Linked DNA regions of Triticum aestivum: region 1 is linked to region 2. Evidence: chromatin contacts called from public Hi-C data. All regions are on one chromosome and are shown on one strand. The core of a region is the stretch at or near the end of the contact, and the rest is flanking DNA. Distances in the headings are between cores, read along the strand shown. Region 1 holds the start of LOC123068959 (60S ribosomal protein L18a-like protein). Region 2 holds the start of LOC123068956.

Region 1 (4,441 bases), core at 1,451-3,950, 160 kb after region 2:
ATTTCACCATGAGTTTGTTTGCATGTAATTAATATAAATGTGCAGAGTAGATCATCAATTTACAAATTAACTTAAATTGTTTTAATCATAATGATATAGACAGGAAGAAAGAAAGTTAGGGTATTGCAGCTTCTTTAATTTTCTTTCTTAATGTTAGAGGATCTAGTTCCGTGCTCCCACATGAACCTGCCACTAACTTATCTTAGCCATATCTGTATGACTGTATCTACTGCCGCCGTTATCAAGCTAGGCATCCTCATGTGCTGCCATGCCTTGTCTTACACTCAAACAAGTGTTTTCTTGGCATGAAAATCAAATTCGTTGATCTTATCATAATTTCACATTGGCAACTTGAAAGCTTAAAATGTAAACACGGCCTAGATGATTTAGAAAAAGAAGAAGACAATGTCAAAAACAGATTGTGCAAATGCACCGAGTTTGTCTTTTGGGAGCACACAAATGGACACATCCATGAATTGTTTTCAGAATTCTTTTAGGAACTTACAAATGACTAAACGAGAAAACTTGCACATAAACACCCTGCTACTTTCGTTCATCTCGGAAGGGCAGTATTTTGTGTACGAGGTAAATACACTGATAGTCATTGAAGTTGATGCAAAGGTCAGGGGTGATCCTCCTTTTCTATTTTTTTTAAGTTGAGTCGAAAGCACAATACGGCCCTCGTACTTCCTCTCGTTACGGTCATTGAATACGTGTTGCGGTAATTATATGGTTGCCGACTCACCATAGAGCCACTATATTCTGCTGAGTTGACTGGTCAACCTTGCCGGTCAATCATGCATAAGTTGCAGCCCGTCACAACACTCTCTCTACCTATGCAGCGCCGACCAGTCATATAGGCAGGGTGGTGTAACCGACTACCATGTATGCATGCTTGACTGCTTACTTGGAAATGCTGAACAGTCAACCAAGCAGAATACAGAGCTCTACGGTGAGCCAATGACCGCATAATCACCACAAGGCGTATTCAATGACCGTAATGAGCGTATTCAGAAGTACAACGACCATAGTGTGCTTTTGATTCAACTTCAGTGACCGCCAATGTATTCATGTCATTTTCCCTACGCATAGGACTTACTCTTTTCGATCAACCGACACTAGGAGTACTGCCTTTTCATCAGAAGAATAGAAAAAGTATGTATAAGCAGGTGGCCACACTTTGTTATACAAGGCCAACTCTAATGGTGTGCATCAAAATAAACACATCAAATATTACGTCACGACATGTACGTAGATAGGGGGGGCGATCATCCAACCGTAGACATCAAATAGGCATCAAACCCGGACAACAGGGTAGGCCATATAGACCTAGAGGAAAAAGCACATGTGGTGTGAGGAAATGTAGTCCACCTCACAAATGAGCCAGGTGGACATTCGTACCCCTCCTGGTTTGGTACTGGTTTAGGGGAATTCGGACACCTGGACCATGCCGTAGACGTTTGGTGCATATGACGTTGGATGACAAAAAGTATCTGGAGCGCACACTTCAGACACTTATGGGCGTTTGGTGCACGGCGTTGGAGTTGCCCTAATATGCCAAAACACCTAGAACCACACCCTACTCTCTCAGGGGTTTTCGTGGGAATCCATGTGAGCGATGTCCTCAAAGGCACAGTGGGCATCTAGAACATACGACATTCTCCTACCCTTGAAGATGTTCCGCTTCTCCCCCTTCCAAAGATGTACTTGTGCTTATGTCCCTATCCGTTCGGCACATCATGACATCCCACTAGATATCGATGATAGCGGCGGTGTTCAAAGACACCACCGGTAGCTGAATATCCAAGTGTGCATGAGCCCTCGGACCTCGAGGATGAAATGAAAATCTTTGCATTAGTGGTTGGTGGATTCGACCCCCTCCCCCAAGGCAATGTTGGCATGATTCGTTAGTCAACCACACATAGCTAGAGGATCCACTATGAAGGAAGAGACTTGAGATTTTTTGTTTTTGACTTTAGTTCTGATGGGACTTTCTACATCCTTTTCCCCTGACAATTTTTCATGGTATCTATGAAATTTTGGCTTATAGACTGAGCCGAGAGAGTACTTCCTGGAAGAGGTCTAGAGGTAAATAACTGAAGCACACCTTTGGCGGTCAAGGAGGATCTCTTTCAATGTTAACACAAGTGAATGGACCAGATGATCTGTGTCGACATGTTGATTCTTGCAACCAACTTAATACAATTTCTATAGAAAAGCTATTTGCCACTCCCTCCGTAACTTTGGCGACACCATACCGAAGAGCTCAGGGTAACTTCGGCCAAAGGCCTCCTTCTCTGATCATCTGTCATGCCAAAATAAGGCCTTGTTTCCGTCTCCGAGGGTTACTGTCATCATCAAAAGCATTAAGAGTCGATTGTCATCATCAGAGCAAGGGAGCTTGTCCACAACCTTTCATGATCGTCCATTGCAGCAAAACCCAAAGAAGCCCGAGGGCACCATTGAACCGTGTCGAAAAACAACGGTAGACGGTCTTCCAGTCCATGATGAAGTGACATTGGTCGCCTTTTCAATTGGAACCACGGTTTTAAAGATAGATCTGTTTTAATAATGACGTGGTATTTTGACACAAAAGGACTTTTTCTCCCCTCTTTGTATTGTCGACAAGGAACGGGTCATTATCCGTGTGTTAAAAAGGGCCGCCCTCCCTCGTGTCTCCATCCTCCGGCTCACCGACGCGGCACATAGCGTGGCGGTAGGTGCACGACATCCACACCGCCGGTACCGGTGCGGGTGCGTGTCCACAAAACCACACCCATTGGACCTCCTCCTCCTCGGCTCCACTCTTCCGCTTCTCCCCCCCCTCCTCGCCTCTTCTAGTGCTCTCTACCGCTCTCCATCCCCACCTCGGTCTCGTCCGGCGCCCCCTTCTCCCTCCCCCACCTCGCGGTTCGCCCCGCCGGCGGCGACGCGGTCCTGGTGCTGGATCGGTTTCTTATCTTGCCGGTAAGGAACCCTATCCTGTCCCGACTGGATTATCTTGATACGGATTTGTGTGTGAGTTCGTCTTGCGGCTCCCTTATTCTGTTTGCTGCGTGGCGGCCGGCGACCGAGGTCTGAATCCCCGTCGAGGTAGTTGCCGATTTGCCTGTCTGCTGCGTGGTGGACTGGTAGGTGCGCCCTTGCTAATCTAGTCCACCCACCCGTACCCGGTCTGGCTAGCTTAGCCGCTTCTTCTCCTTCGGCGCGCGAGACCGATCTGAGATGCTCCCCTAGAGCGGCCGCAACTTATTTTGTATAAAATTCGTCTAGATTTGTTCTAATATAGAGAGTTGGAGTATTAGAGTTCAGAGCAACAAGAAATACAGTACTCTCCTGAGTAAAGAACCAGTGTACTGCTTTTCCAAAAAAAAAGTTGGAGTATTAGAGTTCAGAGCAACAAGAAATATAGTACTCTCCTGAACATTTGTCCCCACCAACTAGACTGATATGCGTGTTCATACAGAGATTACATTGTATATACAATTTTCTCTCCGATGCGGCAGGCTGACCATTCTGACGCACTTGCAGGATTTATGTGCCAAGCCGCGTACTCTTCTGTTTTATTCTTCGGATCAAACTTGTTGAGCTGATTCCAGCAAGGAGGAATCTGCAAAGCAGCTTGGTGTTAAGCTTGCATCTTCCCTAAACAGCTCCAGATTAAATGGGAGAAGGTAACTGCTTTTCCAACTTTGTATCTGTCTTTTGAGTTGAACTTAAGTTTTCCTTTGCCGCTAGATCCCCTACGTTATGCAGGATCTTTTGAGTTAAACTTAAGATTTCCTTTGCCGCTAGATCGCTTACATTATGCAGGAGAACAGAACCCTTAGTCTGTCATTGTAAAAGACAGTAACATCTATTACATGATGTTGACATACCGGTCTTTAGCATAATACTAGTGTATAAACACCAGGGAGATATAACCTAATTATGATTCAGAGTTTACAGTTTTTCCTTGTTTATTAGGGCTTTGGCAAATTTTAACATGGTCCCTCTTACCCCCTCTTTTTACATATGAGGTAAGAAGGTAAGAGTTACTCAGGCCACTAATTAATGTGATCAACGGTTCAGATCTATTTCATACTCTTACCTCTCATACGAAAAGAGGAGGTAAGAGGGACCATGTTAAAACTGCTCTAGGGCTTTAGCTTGATCATGATGTGCATTATTTGAGTTTTGTTTATTCGATTACTTCTTAATCTGAATCACACTTGGCATTGCACAGCAAGCTCAGATGATCTTTGCCATTGTCAAGGGTGTCTTGGCAAGTACACCCTACTCAGAGATGAAGAGAACCCACAGCTGGCAAAGTTTGAGAGACGCCTTCCTTGCTTTGGTTGCGGAATAGGGTGGTCCTCGTAAGAATCCCTTACCACCTACACAAACTTCAGTTCAGTTTTCAAATTCTGCATCTGGCAATATCAAACATGTTCTGGTTGCA
Region 2 (4,125 bases), core at 1,431-3,930:
CAATTGTTTATGCAATTAAAACTATATCACCGTTGGGCAAAAATAGAAATAAATGCACCTTTTACAACAATCAATAAATCATGATCATGTTATTAACAACGTTGATCATAAAAATAACAGGATCATAATTGTTTCAATAATCTTCTTAACATGCTCTTTAAAATTTAATTCTCACTTTATTTGCCTTTAAAAGAGAGCACTTTATTTATTTTTTTATTTGCAGCGGAAAACATGAATAAAAAAATCATAAACTTTTTACTTTTCAGAAGTATTTCTTTTACTTTTCTATTTTTTGTACATTTTTTTGAATAAAACTGTATAAAAAGACAGAAAATAGATAAAACCAGCAACTGGCCCAGCCGCGGCCCAACGCGCGTGGCTGCTCCCGTGCGGCTGCTAGCCTCAGCCTCGGCCTAGTCCGCCTCCTCTTTCGGCCCAGAAGGCCCGCGCTGTTGTAGGGTTCGCTCTGTGGCCGTCGGATCTAATCTGACGGACCAGCTTTCCTTTCGCTCGATCAAAACGGCCGATGCGGTGGGGGGCGAGGGGGAACCCTAGTCATTTCCCCTCTCACGCGCCGCTCACCTCTCTCGCTCTCCACAGACGGCGCAACAGCGAGTCTGACCGCGCCGGTCGCCGGCGATGGCGTCGAGCGGCCAGCCGCCGTCTCTTTCTCCTTCTCCCTCCCTTTCTATGCTACCTTCTCTCCCCCACATCCCGCCGCATTTTTTAAAGAAAGAGAGAGAGAACCTCGAGCAAATCCCTCCTTTGTTCCCTCTAACCGGCATCGATGAGAAGGCGGTGCCCTCGCTCGCCCTTTTGCCGGCGTGCGCGAGCACCTCGAGGGTGGACGCACCGCTGTCAAATGGCTCGGTGAGGTGCCCTTTGCCCCGATGAGGTTTATTCTTTTGGCAGTGGTGAAGGAGTGGTGCTCCCACTGCCCGTGTTCTTCTTCCGAATGGCTCGGCATGCCGATGCCCATCCGGATCGAGAGGAACGGCGTGGCCATGACGGCGGCGCTACTTTCTCCGTTGAGGAAAAAAATTGCCCTGTCAGTGGGGTTCTTTGGGGAGGGGAAAAACTTTTGCTTGATTTCTTTCTACCGAAAAAACTAAGCCTAGATGGCTCTGATATCATTGATAGGTTCTCTGTATCGGGGTAGGCTAGAGATTCCGATAGTCCTACCTTCGCCTTGGCTCGACGAGCTCAAGCTGGTGGCCATGGTAGAGCTGTGGTGGTGATGGCAGAGAGTGGACGAGGTGGTGCCGGTGAAGCTTCCCGTCGACCTAGCGCAACCCTAGATCAGATTGGGGTGTTGGTGTTGGTTGTGGTGCACGGTCAACCTCGTTATGCATGCCCCGGCACCCCACCAAGGTTTGGTTAGGCGCCCCCGATCAGGGCGCGATGCAAGGGGCCCGTTCGACCCGTTGGGCTCGAACGGGAGAGAGATCAACCTAACAGAATCTTGTTGCGGGAAATTAGTGAAGAGAATATTTTGCAACAGATGTCTTGTTACAGAAAATTAGAGAACAAGATAATTTTTGTAACATGACTCTTGTTGCAGAGAGTTAGAGAAGAAGATTTTTGTAACATTTTTGTATTTTTAGGTTGAATTACAGTTTTCCTACTTGCTCGATGTCAGCATGTTGCGGGCCCGTATGAAGAATGCAACGAAAAATCAGCAGTTCGAAGACGTGGTCGAATAGATACAGTCGTCGGTCAAACTTTATTACAGGAAAAGATTGGCCGAGTATGACGGTCAGATTGGCCGAGGTGACCAAGTGTAACTGACATGCGGGCCAGCTGGTTAGCGGCCCACACGTCAGTGATTCCAGCAAATCCCAGCACGGCGTCGAGTGTCGACTGACAGCCACAGCCACACAGCAGCTTCCCGAAAATAATAAGCTTTTAAAAATAAAGTTTACATAATTAAGAAAAAACGAAGCAATGGCTATACTACTTCTTCCATCCACCCATGGCAAAGTTGACTGGAGCTCGCCTCAGACCCTCTGCTCCGGGGACACCTGGTGGAGCTCCGCCTCCCGCCGCTGCCCGGCGACCTCGCGGGCGCCTTCGCGGATGAAGAAGAAGTAGAAGGCGACGCCGATGCCGGCGGCGAGGACCACCCAGACGGCGATCTGGAGCCCCCGCTCGGGCATCGAGTCGGCGACGCGCGCCGCGATGACGTTGGCGAACGCCACGGAGACGACCCACACGGCGAGCCTGACCCGCTGGCGCTCGGGCGCCGCCGCCGGGTCGTCGCGGCGCAGGAGGCTCAGCTTCCCGAGGCAGCAGTAGAGCACGGCGAGGAGGTAGTAGGTGACGATGACGAAGGCGAGGCTCCGCGGCCGGTGCCGCGACTGGTACACGCCCCACGCGAAGCTGGCGGCGAGGACCAGGAACACGACCGCCCACAGCGCCCAGCCCGCCCACCCGCCGCGCTGCGGCGCCGGGCCGCCGCCCAGCTGCGCCGTCTGCGGCACTGGCCGCGGCGGCGGGTCCCGCGCCACCGGGTAGGACGTCGCGGTCGTCTCCATGCGCAGGCGCCGGCGTTGGGCGCGGGACGAGGCTGTCGCGAGATCGAGCTGGTGCTGCTGCTGCTCTGCCTGAGAAAGTGGGGAATGGGTACACACGTGTTGACGCGTTGGGTTTGATCCCGACACGAGATAAGATGAGATGCGGTTGGCTTATATTGGACAGAGTGGCTGCACCTGCTCGGAAAACGCGGAGAAGAAGCGGGGATAACCGGCAACCGCGTTCGATGGACACGCCTACACTTCCGACTTCTGAATTCCTGACCGAGTGGAAGTTAGTTCCAAATTCGCAAGAAATCAAATTACTCCTGGGAGAGTACAGACTTTTTTCGCGGAAATGCACTGCTCATGTCACTGCCACACAGATATGCGACCAAATATTCTGGACATGTGTCACTGGCACCTGGGACAAGGAGGGAGAATGGCAAACCCAGAACCTGTAATACTACAACTTTGTCCAAAAACACAAGCCAGTTGCATATTATATATATACAACAAACACACGCAACGACCGGCTGGTTCAACTCAAACTTCAGCCACATCGTTTTTGCCACAAAAGTACCAGGAATACGTCCAATAATTGTATACTAGTTAGGGAGTTCAGAGTACCGGTTCTAGGATATAGGTACACGCCAGTTTCAGCTTCGCACACGTTTAATCACTTCAGAGAAGGTATTAACCATAGGAATGGTTCTGCTCGTGGCTGGCGCCCGTAGAAGTCTTGCTGGCTGTGGGAAGGGGCAGGACTTTCAAGGGCTTCTACGAGCTCCTTGGTCCCGTGCTCGAGGTTGAACGCGCACATGTTGTTGTAGCCGTCGATGAAGTAGACGCAGTTTGCCTTCAGGTACGAATGGTCCTTGGCCGGAAAACAGAACGAGCTGTAATGGCTGACGAACAGCCCGAATTCCCCAATGTCGCTGGTCCGCTCGAAGGAAGAGGTCTCCCTGTCGAGGACCCACAGCGCAAACTTGTTCTGCGATTGGCGCTTGACCCTTATGAGATCGCCGGACGGGGTCTCCACCAGGCAATTGAACTTCTGGTGTTGGTAGTGGACGAGGTTGTGCATATGCGGTTCCACCTGGGGGAAGTCATCATCTGGCCATGAACGGGGAGGCTCTGCCCACACCTCAACCGTACCATATACATCAATGGTGTAAAGTTGCCTTCTGTGCTTGAAGACATCCACCAAAATGTGTTTTGAATCGACAAACGACCAGCTTTTGCTTCCTTTGCGTGTCACTTGGTATCCTTTCTGGTCGCGATGGATGACAGCAACAGTGAAGTTGCTCTCACTCATGTCAAGCAACATGGCCTTGGACAGGTGCCTCCTTCCGATTGAGGGGAGTTGGAACGATGTGCTGCTGATGGGATTAACCAGCTGGATGGTTCCCTGCGGCGGGCTAAAGAAGATAAGCCAACCATGGGATGAACCAACCGGAGTCCACATGGATCCAAAGATCGTGGCAACGCTCGGGATATGGATGGTTTGAGTCTTTTTTTCAGGTAAGCTAAAAAATTTAGCACCATCAAGCGGCTTTGTGGGGAGCATCAGCCATGGGTCCACCCTTGGATGGTTGGATACTTCCTTGCAGAT

What was found. Hi-C and Micro-C count contacts between places; a contact is called where the count stands out from the background.
Region 1: a contact with region 2 is called in a Hi-C map of leaf, with 4 times the contacts expected there. The contact joins the promoter of LOC123068959 here to the promoter of LOC123068956 in region 2. A contact is called at or near these places in 2 of 5 Hi-C or Micro-C datasets (both in leaf).

What each region holds. Positions count from the first base shown.
Region 1 is chr3B:127,280,227-127,284,667 of IWGSC CS RefSeq v2.1, forward strand. LOC123068959 (60S ribosomal protein L18a-like protein) reads left to right here and starts at 2,701. Exons shown (of 5, transcript XM_044491666.1): 1 at 2,701-2,967; 2 at 3,532-3,674; 3 at 4,226-4,358. The coding sequence starts at 3,665.
Region 2 is chr3B:127,124,795-127,128,919 of IWGSC CS RefSeq v2.1, forward strand. It overlaps LOC123068956, which reads right to left and starts at 2,681. Exons shown (of 1, transcript XM_044491662.1): 1 at 1,657-2,681. The coding sequence starts at 2,534. The coding sequence ends at 1,998. It overlaps LOC123068955, which reads right to left. Exons shown (of 3, transcript XM_044491661.1): 3 at 2,943-4,125. The coding sequence ends at 3,190.